Linked DNA regions of Capra hircus: region 1 is linked to region 2. A link is a contact called in public Hi-C data. All regions are on one chromosome and are shown on one strand. The core of a region is the stretch at or near the end of the contact, and the rest is flanking DNA. Distances in the headings are between cores, read along the strand shown. Region 1 holds the start of GGCT (gamma-glutamylcyclotransferase). Region 2 has its middle 14 kb from the start of ZNRF2.

Region 1 (7,126 bases), core at 3,570-6,069, 270 kb after region 2:
CAAAATTCTCCAACCCAGGCTTCAACAGCACATGAACTGTGAACTTCCAGATGTTCAAGCTGGTTTTAGAAAAGGCAGAGGAAAAACCAGAGATCAAATTGCCAACATCCACTGAATAATCAAAAAAGCAAGAGAGTTCCAGAAAAACATCTGTTTCTGCTTTATTGACTATGCCAAAGTCTTTGCGTGAATCACCACAAACTGGAAAATTCTTAAAGAGATGGGAATACCAGACCACCTGACCTGCCTCTTGAGAAATCTGTATGCAAGTCAGGAAGCAACAGTTAGAACTGGACACAGAATAACAGACTGGTTCCAAATTGGGAAAGGAGTACGTCACGGCTGTATATTGTCACCCTGCTTATTTAACTTACATGCAGAGTACATCATAAGAACACTGGGCTGGATGAAGCACAAGCTGGAATCAAGATTGCTGGGAGAAATATCAATAACCTCAGATACACAGACAACACAACCTTTATGACAGAAAGAGAAGGACTAAAGAGCCTCTTGATGAAAGTGAAAGAGGAGAGTGAAAAAGGTGGCTTAAAGCTCAACATTCAGAAAACTAAGATCATGGCATCTGGTCCCATCACTTCATAGCAAATGGATGGGGAAACAGTGGGAACAGTGGCTGACTTTTATTTTGGGGCTCCAAAATTACTGCAGATGGTGACTGCAGCCATGAAATCAAAAGACGCTTACTTCTTGGAAGAAAAGTTATGACCAACCTAGACAGAATATTAAAAAGCAGAGACATCACTTTGCCAACAAAGGCCTGTCTATTCAAGGCTATGGTTTTTCCAGTAGTCATGTATGGATTTGAGAGTTGGATCATAAAGAAGGCTGAGCACCAAAGGATGGATGCTTTTGAACTGTGGTGTTGGAGAAGATTCTTGAGAGTCCCTCGGACTGCAAGGATATCCAATCAGTCCATCCTAATGGAATTCAGTCCTGAATATTCATTGGAAGGACTGATGTTGAAGCTGAAACTTCAATACTTTGGCCACCTGATGCGAAAAACTGACTCATTCTAAAAGATCCTGATGCTGGCAAAGATTGAAGGTGGGAGAAGGGGAGAGAGGATGAGATGGTTAGATGGTATCACCCACTCAATGGACATGAGATTGAGTAAGCTCCGGTAGTTGGTGATGGACAGGGAGGCCTGATGTGCTGCAGTCTATGGGGTCGAAAAGAACTGGACATGACTGAGTGACTGAACTGAACTGATATACTGTTAAATCCCATAGACAATTTTCATTCCTCATCTTGCTCTACTTCTCAGATGTTTCTGACATAGTTATCCACACTGTCTTGATCTGCCTCCTTTCCTTTCAGCTGTTCCTTGATCTCAATTCCCTTTACCAACTCCTCCTCCACTACCTAGTTTTTAAATGTTGGAGTTTCTAAAAGTTTCAGTTTAGGCCCTTTTCTCAGCAGTTTGCTCAAGACAAAATCATACCCTCCAATGACTTCAAATACCATCCAATATTCCAACTGTCTTTTATCCAGCTCAGGTCTCTCTTTTGACTTTGAAAGTGCTTAGAACATAGTAAGTACTTCATGTGCTGTGTTGTGCTCAGTCGCTCAGTCGTGTCTGACTCTTTGTGACCCCATGGATTGCAGCCCACCAGGCTTCTCTGTCTAGGATTTCACAGGCAAGAATACTAGATTGGCTTGCCATGTCCTCCTCCAGGGGATCTTCCCAACCCAGGGATCGAACCCAGGTCTCCCGCACTGCAGATGGACTGTTTACTGACTGAGCCACCAGGGAAGCCCAAGAATACTGGAGTGGATAGCCTAACCTGTCTCAAGGGGATCTTCCCCACCCAGGAATCGAACCGCGGTCCCCTGCACTGCAGGCAGCTACCAGGGAAGCCCAAGTACTTCATTAATGTTCACTAACATTTTTCTGCTGACTTGGGTATGCAACAATCATCTCAAACTCAGTACAGCTGACCCTTGAACAACATGAGTTTCAACTGCACAGGTCTACTTATCTGTGAATTTTTTTCAATTTTCAGATCATCAAAGTAACTAAGAATGGGGGAAAGTTTGTGTTCGACTAGAGACTGAAATAGCGAATATGTGTCAAAGGAACTAGGGTCCGAGTCCTGATTCTGTCCAAACCTCTTCAACTTCCTGCCCTTGGGCGAGTCATTTATTGATTCCTCTGTTTTTGAGGCAGAGATGGCAGTTCTCTGACTTTCAGCTCAGCAAAGGGTGGGAACCACTAACCCTGGTATTGTTCAAGGGCCAACTGTATGCCCAGGCTGAGCTTGATGTTCCCTCCGAAACTAATCCTCTTTTTCTTTTTACCAAATATCACTATTATCCACTCTGTTGCATCAAAACCCATTATCTACTCTTCATTTCACAATCAATCACCAAAGCCTAACAGTGTTCTCTCCTCAACACCCCAAAAAACCATCTACCTGCCCTGGCTACCACTCCAAGGTACCACTCCAGTAGTGACCTCTACAAAAGCTTTCTAACTGCGCTCCCACATACACTTCCAAAAGCCCTTTTGGTAGGTTGCCCCGACCCTTTCAAAGCACTTTCCACAGCAACCAGAACAACCTTTCAAAGATGTAAACCTGATATTTTATTTGCTTAAATTTGGCAGAGGTCTTCTCACTGTTGTTCTCAAGATAAAGATCCAAGTCTTCATTGGCCTCTGGGGCCCTGTAACATGTGGCCCTTCCCCTGCCTCTCTACGCTTCATGCTACATCCTCCTTACACATTAAATTCTAGCCACACTAGCTAGAAGACCCAGCTTTTTTCTCTCCTGAAATCTTTCGTCCCTGCTGTTCCATTTGCTTCTCCCCTCGCCAGTCATTCAGATCTCAGCTTAAGTTACATTTTCAGCTATGGCTTTACTGTACATCCCAGTAAGGTCAGATCCCTAAGTCACATACTCCCATAGCACCTTCAATGCTTCCTTAAAACAAATTTTTTTTTTTCACTCTTTTCAGAGCAGTTTTAGGTTCAGAGCAAAACTGAGAGCAAGGTACAATTCATCTCCTTTTAAGACTGACCATACCTGTGACTGAATATCATTGGTTAGATAGTTCTTTGCTGCATCCCAACTATAAACATCTAAGCTTCTTTACCATATTTGGGGAATTCCCTATCGTATGAGTTTGATGGGTAGATAGTGCTCAGAGCCCAACTCCTGTTTTTGAAGTTTCAAATGCCAGAGACTGGTTCTCCTAGCTTTGCTTGGAGTCAGGGCATGGGCATATGGCCAAGATTTAGCCTAGGACACCCACCTAGGGTTCTGAATTAGAAGTCAGTGACATAGGGGAGCAGAAATTCCACTCTGGGGGTGGGAACTGTATTTGGGTTTCAGGAGCTTCCAGATACAGTGACAGTAGAGGCAGGGTCCAGAATGAGTGATTCATGACGCAATGTCCATGTTTACCAAGCTCAAGGGTGAGTCAACAGTGGCCTCCTGGGCTGTTTCCATCTGCGATACTGGCTATTTTATAGCTTCCCTTCTATGCCTGCCTGTTTTGTCAGCTCTATGGTCCTACCTTCCTGGTCATTCTGTGAGCTGTTCAACAGCCTTTCAACACATTCTTTTTCTGCTTAAATCAGCTACTTCTGTTGCTTGCAACTAAGAACCCAACCAATGATAGCAGGGACCATGTCTGTCTGGTAAAATGATGTCAAAAGGCTCTGTAGGTAATTTGTTTGCCTGTCTCTCCTACAGATGGGGAGGTCCTGAAAGCTACTAGCTTTACTCAGCCATCTTTGTATCTCCAGGTAAGTGCTGGAAGAATATGAACTAAATGAATAAATGTACTGTACTAAGAGCTATGATTCTTACCAAGGCAAGTGAAGGTTCATTCAGCCATTAGACTTAAGTGAGCACAGCCTTACTATGAATGAGACATAGCTCCAGCTTTCAGGACCCCTCAGGTAGAGAGCAAAAGGTCGGTAAACGGATTTTTATAAAACTAGGTGACAAGTCCTGGAGCAAATGTAGACCAGAAAGCAACTGATTCCTTGGCTTGGGTGAGAGAAGATTTCTTAGAGGGACCAACCAAGTGGATTCTGCGATGATGTCCCTAAGTCAGTGGCCAGGGGAGAGGCATCGGGAGCTGGGCAGAATGAGCAGCTGGTGAGAACGTCAGGAGGGCGAGCTCAGGGCAGCCTGGGAGGCACAGGAGCCAGAGAAGCACAGCGCAGCCGGGATCAAGCAGAGGGCTGAGAGAGGACGAGAGGGACCCGTGGGGGAAGGGGGTGGGGGGAGGGTCGTGCAGGGAACCCTGATGTACTTTGAGCAGAGACAGCTGCATTCCCAGACCAACGCTGGCGATGAGCGGCCCTGAGAAAGTGAGTTCTCAAAATCCTGTCCGCTTTGTCTGCAGAGAGAGCAGAGGACATCTCGGGGGCCAGGAGGAGAGCACTGACCTGCAAGCGGGCTACGCTGTAGAACACGGCGGAGGGGTTTCGGAGGTGGATCCGCTCCGTCAGCAGGTTGCTGCCATAGGCGAAGTAGAGAAAACTCTCCCCATCCTGACTCCGGAGGGCCTCGCAGCCCAAGTTCGCCATGTCCCACCAGATGCCTGCACAGGCCTGGGGTCGGTAGTACAAGCGTAAAGAGAGGACGAGAAATACAGCTTCGTGTCGGAAGAACTTAACCCGGGAACCACCGGCCCCCAGATTTAGAGGTTAGGGGAAAGGCGGGAAGCTGGGGCCGTGCGAGTCACCTGCCAGCACTCTTCTGACTGGCTGCCAGTACCCAACGCTGTGAGTTACTCGCTCTGATTGGCCAACCCACCGCCTCCTCTAGGCTAGCAGCTTGGACTTTGTAATATTCGGTCCTGAGGCGACCGGAGGCTGATTCCTCATTGGACCTGCTCCTCTTTTGTCCCGCCCCCTGTTCAAGGCTCCCTCTGATTGGCAGGTGGGCGGGGCTCTATGAAGGGGCGGGTCAGGTCCTCTGCCGAGCTGCTCACAGGTCCCATTTGGATTTTCTCCACGTTGGGTGATGCGTGCGTGGTTCCCTGACAGTGTATACTCTTTAGGCAGCTTTGGGATCCATTTACAGTGAAACAGCGGCTCGGACCATGCACCCGACGGTCCCTCTGCCGGCAGCTCGCCCGGTCCCGCCCTTTGGGTTTGGAGGAATGAGGAGGGGGTCTGTTCACACCACTCGCTGGTTCTGCACCCTAGCGCTGATCAGAGGGCTTGGTGGATAAGACCTCGCACTAGAGCAAACCCCGGGAGATAGTGAAGGACAGGGAAGCCTGGTGTGCTGCAGTCCATGGGCTCGCAAAGAATTCAGACGCGCGAGTTTGAACAGCAGGCCTGATTATCTACCTGATTACCTTTTCTAAGGACCCTTGGCCTCCTGGGAAAGCTCCTCTGAGAGTGAGGGTCTCCCCTGATGGAAGTTGCATGAGGGCCTCAAAGCCCGACGCTGCTGTTTTCTGGACGTGTAACCTCGCACGTGTAACGTTTACTTGCTGTTTACTTGGATGTGCTGTTTACTGGACGTGTAACGATGAACATGAGTTTGAGCAGGCTCGAGGAGTTGGTGATGGACAGGGAAGCCTGGCACGCTGCAGTCCATGGGGTCGCAAAGAGTCGGACACGACTGAGCAACTGAACTGAACCTCTTGTCTCTGGTGTCTCCTTTTAAAATAGAGATTGTAACATAAATTATGATCACAAGTTATAAACGTAAGATATGATCCCCTATCTCATAGGGTTGATATAAATATTAAAAGTAATTTTGTTAATGTTATTAGGGTAAAAGCTCCCATGTAAATATAATAACAATGACATTAAAACTCTATATTGTTAACTTTGAAATGAAAATTAATATGAACTATCCTTGGCACCCAGAATTTGATTTTTAAATACCACTTTTCCACTAAAAGGTACCAGGGTTCCTTGGAGAAATGGCTGATGCTGGGTCAAGAGGAGCACTCAGAACGTCTTGTGACAGAAAATCAAGAGGTATTAAAAAATAAAGTTCTTTGAAAAGGACACAGAAGCCAACTTGAAGGAACACCCACTGGCTAAAGTTAGAATGATTTAAGCATCACAAATAACTGCAGTTGATTTAAAATGTCAAACATAAAACTAAATCCCCACAAGAGTAAACAAATCTTAAAAAAAAAAAAAAAAAAAAAACTTTAAAAAACTTTGTCTACCATACTACTGGTAGTGACTTTTATACCAACTCTTTACTCTGAAAACTGGTAATTTAAGAAAACAAACATTTAGCCTGCTTTTCTAGTTGCAGATGTATTTCAGGGTAACCAAATGGCCCCAGTTGGTGAGGAAACAGTTCCCTTTACAAAAGTATGCCAGCTAAATAATGTAAAATGAAGGATAGAATTAGAAATTCACCATTTTGCAGTCCCTACTGAAATGATTAATTCATACCAGGATCATGAGACCAACAGGTAAAAGTGTGATAGGAAACAGGATATTCACATAGAGCCAGGGATCATGTGCCAGTTATCAGGGGAAATCCATAAAGACAGTGGAGAAATCCGGTCCCTTCCCAACTTAACCTAGGTCAATTTTATCATCACTAAAATTAGACCAACCTGACATTATGCGTCTCCTTATGTGATATAATATGAAGCACCAGCATCATTTGTGAATCACTGTTTCCAAAAATCTTTAACTTCAGAGTAATCAAGCAGGAACTGCAAGGATGAAGGATAGAAGCAAACAATCAGAAAAAATCCAGAGCAAGTGGTGAGACATCCTGTAGAACAAATGGCTCAGTCTCTTAAATTAACTCAGTGCCTTTAAAAAAAGAAAAAGAAAAGAAAAAAGGAGAGAGGCAATACTGAGGGAGGGCTGTTTTAGATAAAAAGAAGCCTAAGAAACATAATACAATGGCTTGTCCTTGGTTCTGGTATAAAAGATATTTTGTGACAATTGGAGAATTTGAATAGAGACTAAAGCATTAGATGATACTAGATAGTTTTGGTGTTTGTTTTGTTTTGTTTTTTAACAGTATTCTGGGCTTCCCAGGTGGCTCAGTGGTAAAGAATCTGCCTGCCAATGCAGGAAACGCGGGAGACACAGGTTCGATCCCTGTGTGGGAAAGATCCCCAGGAGGAGGGAATGGCAATCCACTCCAGTATTCTT
Region 2 (7,060 bases), core at 2,010-4,509:
AGAAAATTTCCCGTCTTAACCATTTCTAAGTGTACAGTTGGGTAATGTTAATTATGTTCAATTATTGTGTAAGCAGCCTCCAAAATTTTTCATCCTGCCAAACTAAAATTCTGTACCCCTTAACAACTCATAATATCCCCCTCCCCCTAGCCCCTGACAACCACCATTCTACTTTTGGTCTCTATGAATTTGACTGCTCTAGGTACCTCATGTAAGAGGAATCACACAGTATTTTTGTTTGTTTTTGTGACCGACTTCTTTCCAGTCTTCTGCTCCCCACTATGTGAGAATACAATGAGAAGATAGTAATTTACAAATCAGGAGGCTCTCACCTGACACCAGGTCTACTGGCAGCTCCAGAGCTGTGAGAAATAAATGTCTATTGTTCGAGTAAAAAAAATCTGAATAATATTTTATCATATGTATATACTACATTCTTTTAATCCACTCATCCACAGATGAACACAGGTTGCTCCCACCTTTAGGCTATTCTAGTAATGCTGCTATGAACAGGGTGAAGAAATCTGTTTGAGTCACTGCTTTCAATTCTTTTGAGTATAATCCCAGAGGTGGGATTGCTGGATCATATGGTAATTGAATGCTTAATTTTTGGAGGTACCATCATATTGTTGGAAGACATTTAGCTTTTTCTAGATAAGAAAGCAAGACCTGCATTGAACTAATTTTTCTTAGTTTACTGTGAAGGCTTCATCACATACCTGCATCAGTCTGTAGATCAATGCCTAGAATTACTGCTTCAACAGATATAAACTTATTTCTGGTGCTATCCACTCTTCAAATGAGGAAATCTGGGTTCTTTATATCTTGTGTGACAAGAAAGATAATTATTTTTCATCATAAAATATCCATTAAGTAGTTTGGAAAAGTATAAAAATCCATTAGCTTGATTACACTAAATTTTGAAAAACAAGACAGTTTCTATTATTCACTTTATCAAGTCATCACTATTTTAAATTTGACTATAGGTCATTATCATTCTAATATTGAGTATTGAAGACAACAGACATTTGCTTTTCCCCTGCATAGTGACTGAGTTTATAAAACTCCTCGAGGAGATACTCTTGCTTTCCAAAACTCATTTCTCTAAAGCTCATGTGGATCAAACTAGGTAAAATTTCTGAATGATGGGGCTTAAAAAATTTTTGTTTTCAAATTATTCTTTTTCAGTTCTTTGTGAGCTCCAGAAGAAACTCTTTTACTACTGAAAGTCATTAGTTATTATCAAATAGCTTTAATTCAGTAGGAAAAAAAATCCTAATAAAAGAAAAGAAAATCCTGCTGTATTAAAATGAAATCTTAATTGTAGCTGCCATATTGGCCTTAACGGTCTTGACAGTATTTTTCACATCACCCAGTCATTGGAGAGGGGCAGGCATGAAGAAATAGAGCAAAATTTATTAGTAGTATGACGTGTCTTAAAAGACCTTACTCCTTAGAAGGAAAGTTATGACCAACCTAGATAGCATATTAAAAAGCAGAGACATTACTTTGTCAACAAAGGTCCGTCTAGTCAAGGCTATGGTTTTTCCAGTGGTCATGTAAGGATGTGAGAGTTGGACCACAAAGAAAGCTGAGCGCTGAAGAATTGATGCTTTTGAACTGTGGTGTTGGAGAAGGCTCTTGAGAGTCCCTTGGACTGCAATGAGATCCAACCAGTCCATCCTAAAGGAGATCAGTCTGGAAGGACTGATGTTGAAGTTGAAACTCCAATCCTTTGGCCACCTCATGCGAAGAGCTGACTCATTTGAAAAGACCCTGATGCTGGGAAAGATTGAAGGCAGGAGGAGAAGGCGACGACAGAGGATGGCATTACCAACTCAATGGACATGGGTTTGGGTGAACTCCGAGAGTTGGTGATGGACAGGGAGGCCTGGAGTGCTACGGTTCATGGGGTTGCGAAGAGGCGGTCACGACTGAGCGACTGAACTCAACTGAACTGATGACGTGTGTTAAAAGACATACTAGAGAAACTCTGTAGATGTACATCTGAATGTTAATAGAAATGTTGCATTTTACTGAAGAAATTCCAGATCTCTCATAATTCCTCCCTGGAATGCCAATGAATCATAATTTCAATATGTTACAAATTTTAAAAAGTAACAAATTGTCATTTCCAAACCTGTGAATCTGCTCTTTGCGCAAGTCATGTCTGAAGTTCCTCCTATTTAAATATCGTTTTTGTTTTTGCTTGGCTTACAAAGAACTCAATTCTGGAAATGTTTTTTATCTCTTTCTTACTTCTGACACTCAAAACTGAATCAGAGATCCCTCATGAAGTGTTTGTGTGTGTATGTGTGTGTGTGTTTTCTTTTTGCCCTTTCTGTGCTAAATCTCTGTGCTTTTAGTGTAGCACATTTTATTTTCCCATCTGTATGATTTGCTTGAAGCTTGGTATTTTATGCCATAAAAGAAAATGTTCTAAATGTATGGAAAAAACACACTTCATTGTAAAATCTGATGAGGTTCTTCCACACTGTTTCAGACAGTTGGAAGAGTGTTCTTTGGCATTAATCTTCTAGAGTTTATTATTTGTTCACAATCTGCCCATGGAATGAAAACAAATCTCCACCCAATCATTTCATTAGCCCTGTAGACTCTTCCTTTCCCACTGTTTCTGATGCCGGTCAGCCTCTTACTAATTTTTTTTTTTTTCTGGTGGTAAAATATACATAACAAAAATTTTAATCGTTAAAATAATTTTATTTTAAGTATCATTGATTTACAATGTTGTTAATTTCCGCTATACAGCAAACAGCAAAGTGATTCAGTTACACATACATATATTCTTTTTCATACTTTTTTTCATTACTATTTAAGGATAATGATTATAGTTCTCTGTGCTATACAGTAGGACCTTCTTTATTCAAAGCATCTTTAAGTGTACAGCTCAGTGGCAGTTGAGTGTATTCACATGATTGTGCAGCCCTCATCATTTTGTACTTGAGTTACTGCAACAGCCTTCAAAACCCAGTCTTGCTTCTAATTTTGCCCGCAGTAAGGAAACATAGAAATCGTAACTCTGTTGACTTATTTTCACCATGTGCATCCGGAGAAAAAAGTGAAATGTAAGGGGCATTCTTTGCCATTTCTTCTGTGCTTTAGGCTATATAGCTGACGAAGATCAAAGGCAGATAAAGTTCCAGGGGCGAAAAAAGGCATGTACTTGCTGCACTTGTGCTTCCCTGGCGCAGATTATTCCTTGCTCCGGATATCACAGCCGAAGCGATTGCTTTGTGTACCTTGAAAACGTAAATGCTCTTAAACTGATTTGGCACTAAAGGGTCTGGTCACCAGAAGCACCGAAAGGCTTTTAGAAGTAAAATTTGTAGCTTAATAGAGCGCAGAAATGATTATTTCTCAAAACAAAATGCAAAATTCTTAGACGGCTGAACTTTGTACACACGCGCGCGCGCGCGCACACACACACACACACACACACACACACACACACACACACACACAGCGTAAAGGAGCCTGACCCGCCTTGGCCCCGCCCACGACCGCTGACGTCACCTGGTCAGTCTCCTGGTCAACGCCGAGTCCTGAGCCGTCTAGGAGGGTAAGAGCATCGAAAACGAAAACGAGGAACCGGTTGACGCCAACTGTTTCAGGTTTGGAGCCTTTAGCAGTGCAGTTTTGGATCACTAGATGTCAGTGTGGGCTTTCCCGACCGCCTCTGCAGGAGATGCACCAGATCCTGGGTCCTTACCCAAGTCCTAGCAAACACAGGGCTATTTTCAGAACTGTAATTTCACCAAATATATTATATACTTACATATTTTGACTTTTCAGAGCTCTTGTAAAACACAGAAACCCTGAACCAAAGACTGTTCTTTTTAATGCTATGACCTAATCTCAGTGCTTGCATTTGGAAGACACGCTGTTTTGAGGCAGGTGATAGGAAGTCCCAGCTGTGTTCCACTTAGGGTCTTTCAAAAGCAGCGTGCGATCTCAGATACTTGTAATACCTAGCTTCAGGAAATCAAGCATCTTATGCTCCCATGACTCACGAATAGGGCAGGAAGCCAAAAAAAAGATATGTATGACTAGCTACATAAGAATTTCATTGGCCATGGTTATTAGATTTTTTTTTTTAAATGCAGTTTGTCATCAGGGAGCTTCTGAAGTCTTAAAGAACAATCAATATATTCGTTTCCTATGGCTGCTGTTGGAGAAGGAAATGGCAACCCACTCCAGTATTCTTGCCTAGAGAATTCCATGGACAGAGGACCCTGGCAAAAGGTCCGACACAACTGACTAACACACTTGGCTGCTGTAACAAATTACCACAAACAATTGCCTAAAAACAATACAAATTTACTATCTTGCAGTATTAGAGGTCAGAAATCTGAAATGGGTTGTACTGATTAAAACCGAAATGTTGGTGGGACTGTGTTCCTCTTGAAGGATCTCGAGAGAATCCATTTCCTTGCCTTTTCCAGCTTCGAGAAGCTACCAGCATTCCTTGGCTTGTAGCCCCCTGTCTTTAGCAATGGCCCACTGAGTTCTTCTTGCACTGTATCACTCTTCTTGCATGTATCATTTTGAAAGGTCAAAATATGTAAGTATATATTTGGTGAAATTACAGTTCTGAAAATAGCCCTGTGTTTGCCAGGACTTGGGGAAGGACCCAGGATGCTGTCTGGTATATCTCCTGGAGAGCAGAGAGAGTGGTGGTCGGGAAAATCCACACTGATATCTAGTGCCTCTCCTCTCCTCCTCCCTGTTTCATCTATAAGGAACCTTGAAATTATTATTTTTAAAAATTTATTTAATTGAAGGCTAATTACAATATTGTAGTGTTTTTTGCCATACATTGACACGAATCAGCCATAGGTGTACATGTGTTCCCCATCCTGAAACCCCCTCCCACCTTCCTCCGCATCCCATCCCTCTGGGTCATCCCAGTGCACCAGCCTTGAGCCCCCTGTCTCATGCACTGAACCTGGACTGGCGATCTGTTTCACATATGATAATATACACGTTTCAATACTCTTCTTTCAGATCATCCCTCCCTCGCCTTCTCCCACAGAGTCCAAAAATCTCTTCTTTACATCTGTGTCTCTTTTTCTGTCTCGTATATAGGGTCATTGTTACGATCTTTCTAAATTCCATATATACGCATCAGTATACTGTACTGGTGTTTTTCTTTCTGGCTTACTTCACTCTGTATAATAGGCTCCAGTTTCATCCACCTCATTAGAACTGATTCAAATGTATTCTTTTTAATGGCTGAGTAATACTCCATTGTGTATATGTACCACAGGTTTCTTATCCTTTTGTCTGCCGATGGACATCTAGATTGCTTCCATGTCCTGGTTATTATAAACAGTGCTGCGATGAACATTGGGGTACACGTGTCTCTTTCAATTCTGGGAACCTTGAAATTAAATTGGGCCCATTCAGATCATACAATCTCCCTATCTCATTTAATCTCTCCCTTCATTTATTTATACCTGCAAAGTCCCTCTTGCCATGTAAGGTAATATATTCACAAGTACCATAGATAAAGGCATAGACCCCGTTAGGTGGCCATTTCCCTGCCTATCACAGTCATTATTTTAAGTACAACAATATAAGATGCAATTTTTAGATACGTATTTTTTATTTGCTGATGTACCTGTCTATGCTGGGTCTTACTTGAGGCACAATGATCTTTGATCTTTGTTGTGGCATGCAGGATCTTTATCAGTTGCAGCCTGTCAGATCTTTAGTTGTGGCATGCAAACTGTTAGTTGCGGCATGTGGGGTCTAGTTCCTTGACCAGGGCTTGAATTGGCCTATTAAAAAGTTCATCACCTCAAAAACTGTATCTTAGTCACTGAGATCTTCCTGGTGGTCCAGTGGCAAAGATGCAATTTTTGAGGTGATGAACTTTTTAATAGCCTAATTCACTGTGATAGAAAACTGCTGTCCATAGTAGACTGTGTGGGAAAATAACAAGGCCTAAATCTCCTTTATTCATGGAATGTTAACAAGGAGGAAAAATAAATTTGCCACACCCAGCATTAATATTTGGTCATCCTCCAACCTGACTGCACAGAGCACTAGCTCTCCTTGCCCTTGGGGTTCCGCATATTCAGAATGTCTATCCCAGGAATAGCACTGAGCTGGAGAGTGGGAGATGTGGTTCTTGCACTGAGAAGCATTGCACTAAATGAAATTCAGGGCTTTGAGAAAGCTGTTTGTATCCCTGTGCAAATTCAGTATAGGGTTGGATGCCTAAAGCCAACAAAACTTAACTCCATGGCTTGCTACAACCTAAAGGCTGGTTTTGTTCTGCCTTGTAGAGCTGAATGTATTTCCCTAATTCTCAAAATTGATCTTTCCTATCTAGTGCTCCCCGGGACCCAAAAGCTTACCTGTTATCCTTGACTGTCCTTTCTCAGTAATGTACAACACCTGATGGGCCTCCAAGACCTATGGTGGCTACTCTTTTAATAGCTTTTGAATCCATTGTACATCAGTCTCCTGACTTGTCTTCCTTTTCCATTGTGCTTTCCTCTCTATCAAGAAACTCTCTAAAATACTGCTTGAGTTATCCTTCTAAAATGTATATACAATCATGCTACTTACCTGTTTATGAAAGTGGTTGTCTTTTGTCTTCTGGATTGATTCCAACCTCTTAGCCCAGCATACCAAGCCAGTTAAACTTTGCCTCAACCTACTTTTCCAGCCTAGTCGCTTGTCTCATCGCCTCCCACTCTTTGTTTCAGCTCTAATGAACTGTTTGCTGTTCTTCAGATGCTCAGAGCTCTCCCTTGCTTCATGCTCCCTCAGCCTGGAATGCCTGTGGCTGCTTAAGCCAACTCTCAATATTCAGTTCAGTATCACTTCTGGGAATTCATCTGTCCTTCACCCAACCCCTGTCCCTGCACTCGGCTCCTGCATGCATTTATCACACTGCACTCTAATCATCTCATGATTTATATCTATGTCCCCTAACTCTAGGCTGTAAGTTTTTCCAAGGCAGGGACCCTGTTTAACTTTGCATCTCCACTGGTAAACACAGGGCCTGGCAATTGCAAATGCTCAGTCA

The links. Hi-C and Micro-C count contacts between places; a contact is called where the count stands out from the background.
Region 1: a contact with region 2 is called in a Hi-C map of blood, with 2.6 times the contacts expected there. The contact joins the promoter of GGCT here to the enhancer-like site in region 2. A contact is called at or near these places in 2 of 5 Hi-C or Micro-C datasets (both in blood).

The regions. Positions count from the first base shown.
Region 1 is chr4:54,434,835-54,441,960 of ARS1.2, forward strand. It overlaps GGCT (gamma-glutamylcyclotransferase), which reads right to left and starts at 4,820. Exons shown (of 4, transcript XM_005679249.3): 1 at 4,421-4,820. The coding sequence starts at 4,561.
Region 2 is chr4:54,168,857-54,175,916 of ARS1.2, forward strand. No RefSeq gene overlaps it. Among named protein-coding and RNA genes, the nearest start is that of ZNRF2, 14 kb to the right of the region's middle. Within about 2 kb of position 3,260, at least 3 of the 5 cell types and tissues checked have an H3K27ac peak or open chromatin away from gene starts, as enhancers often do.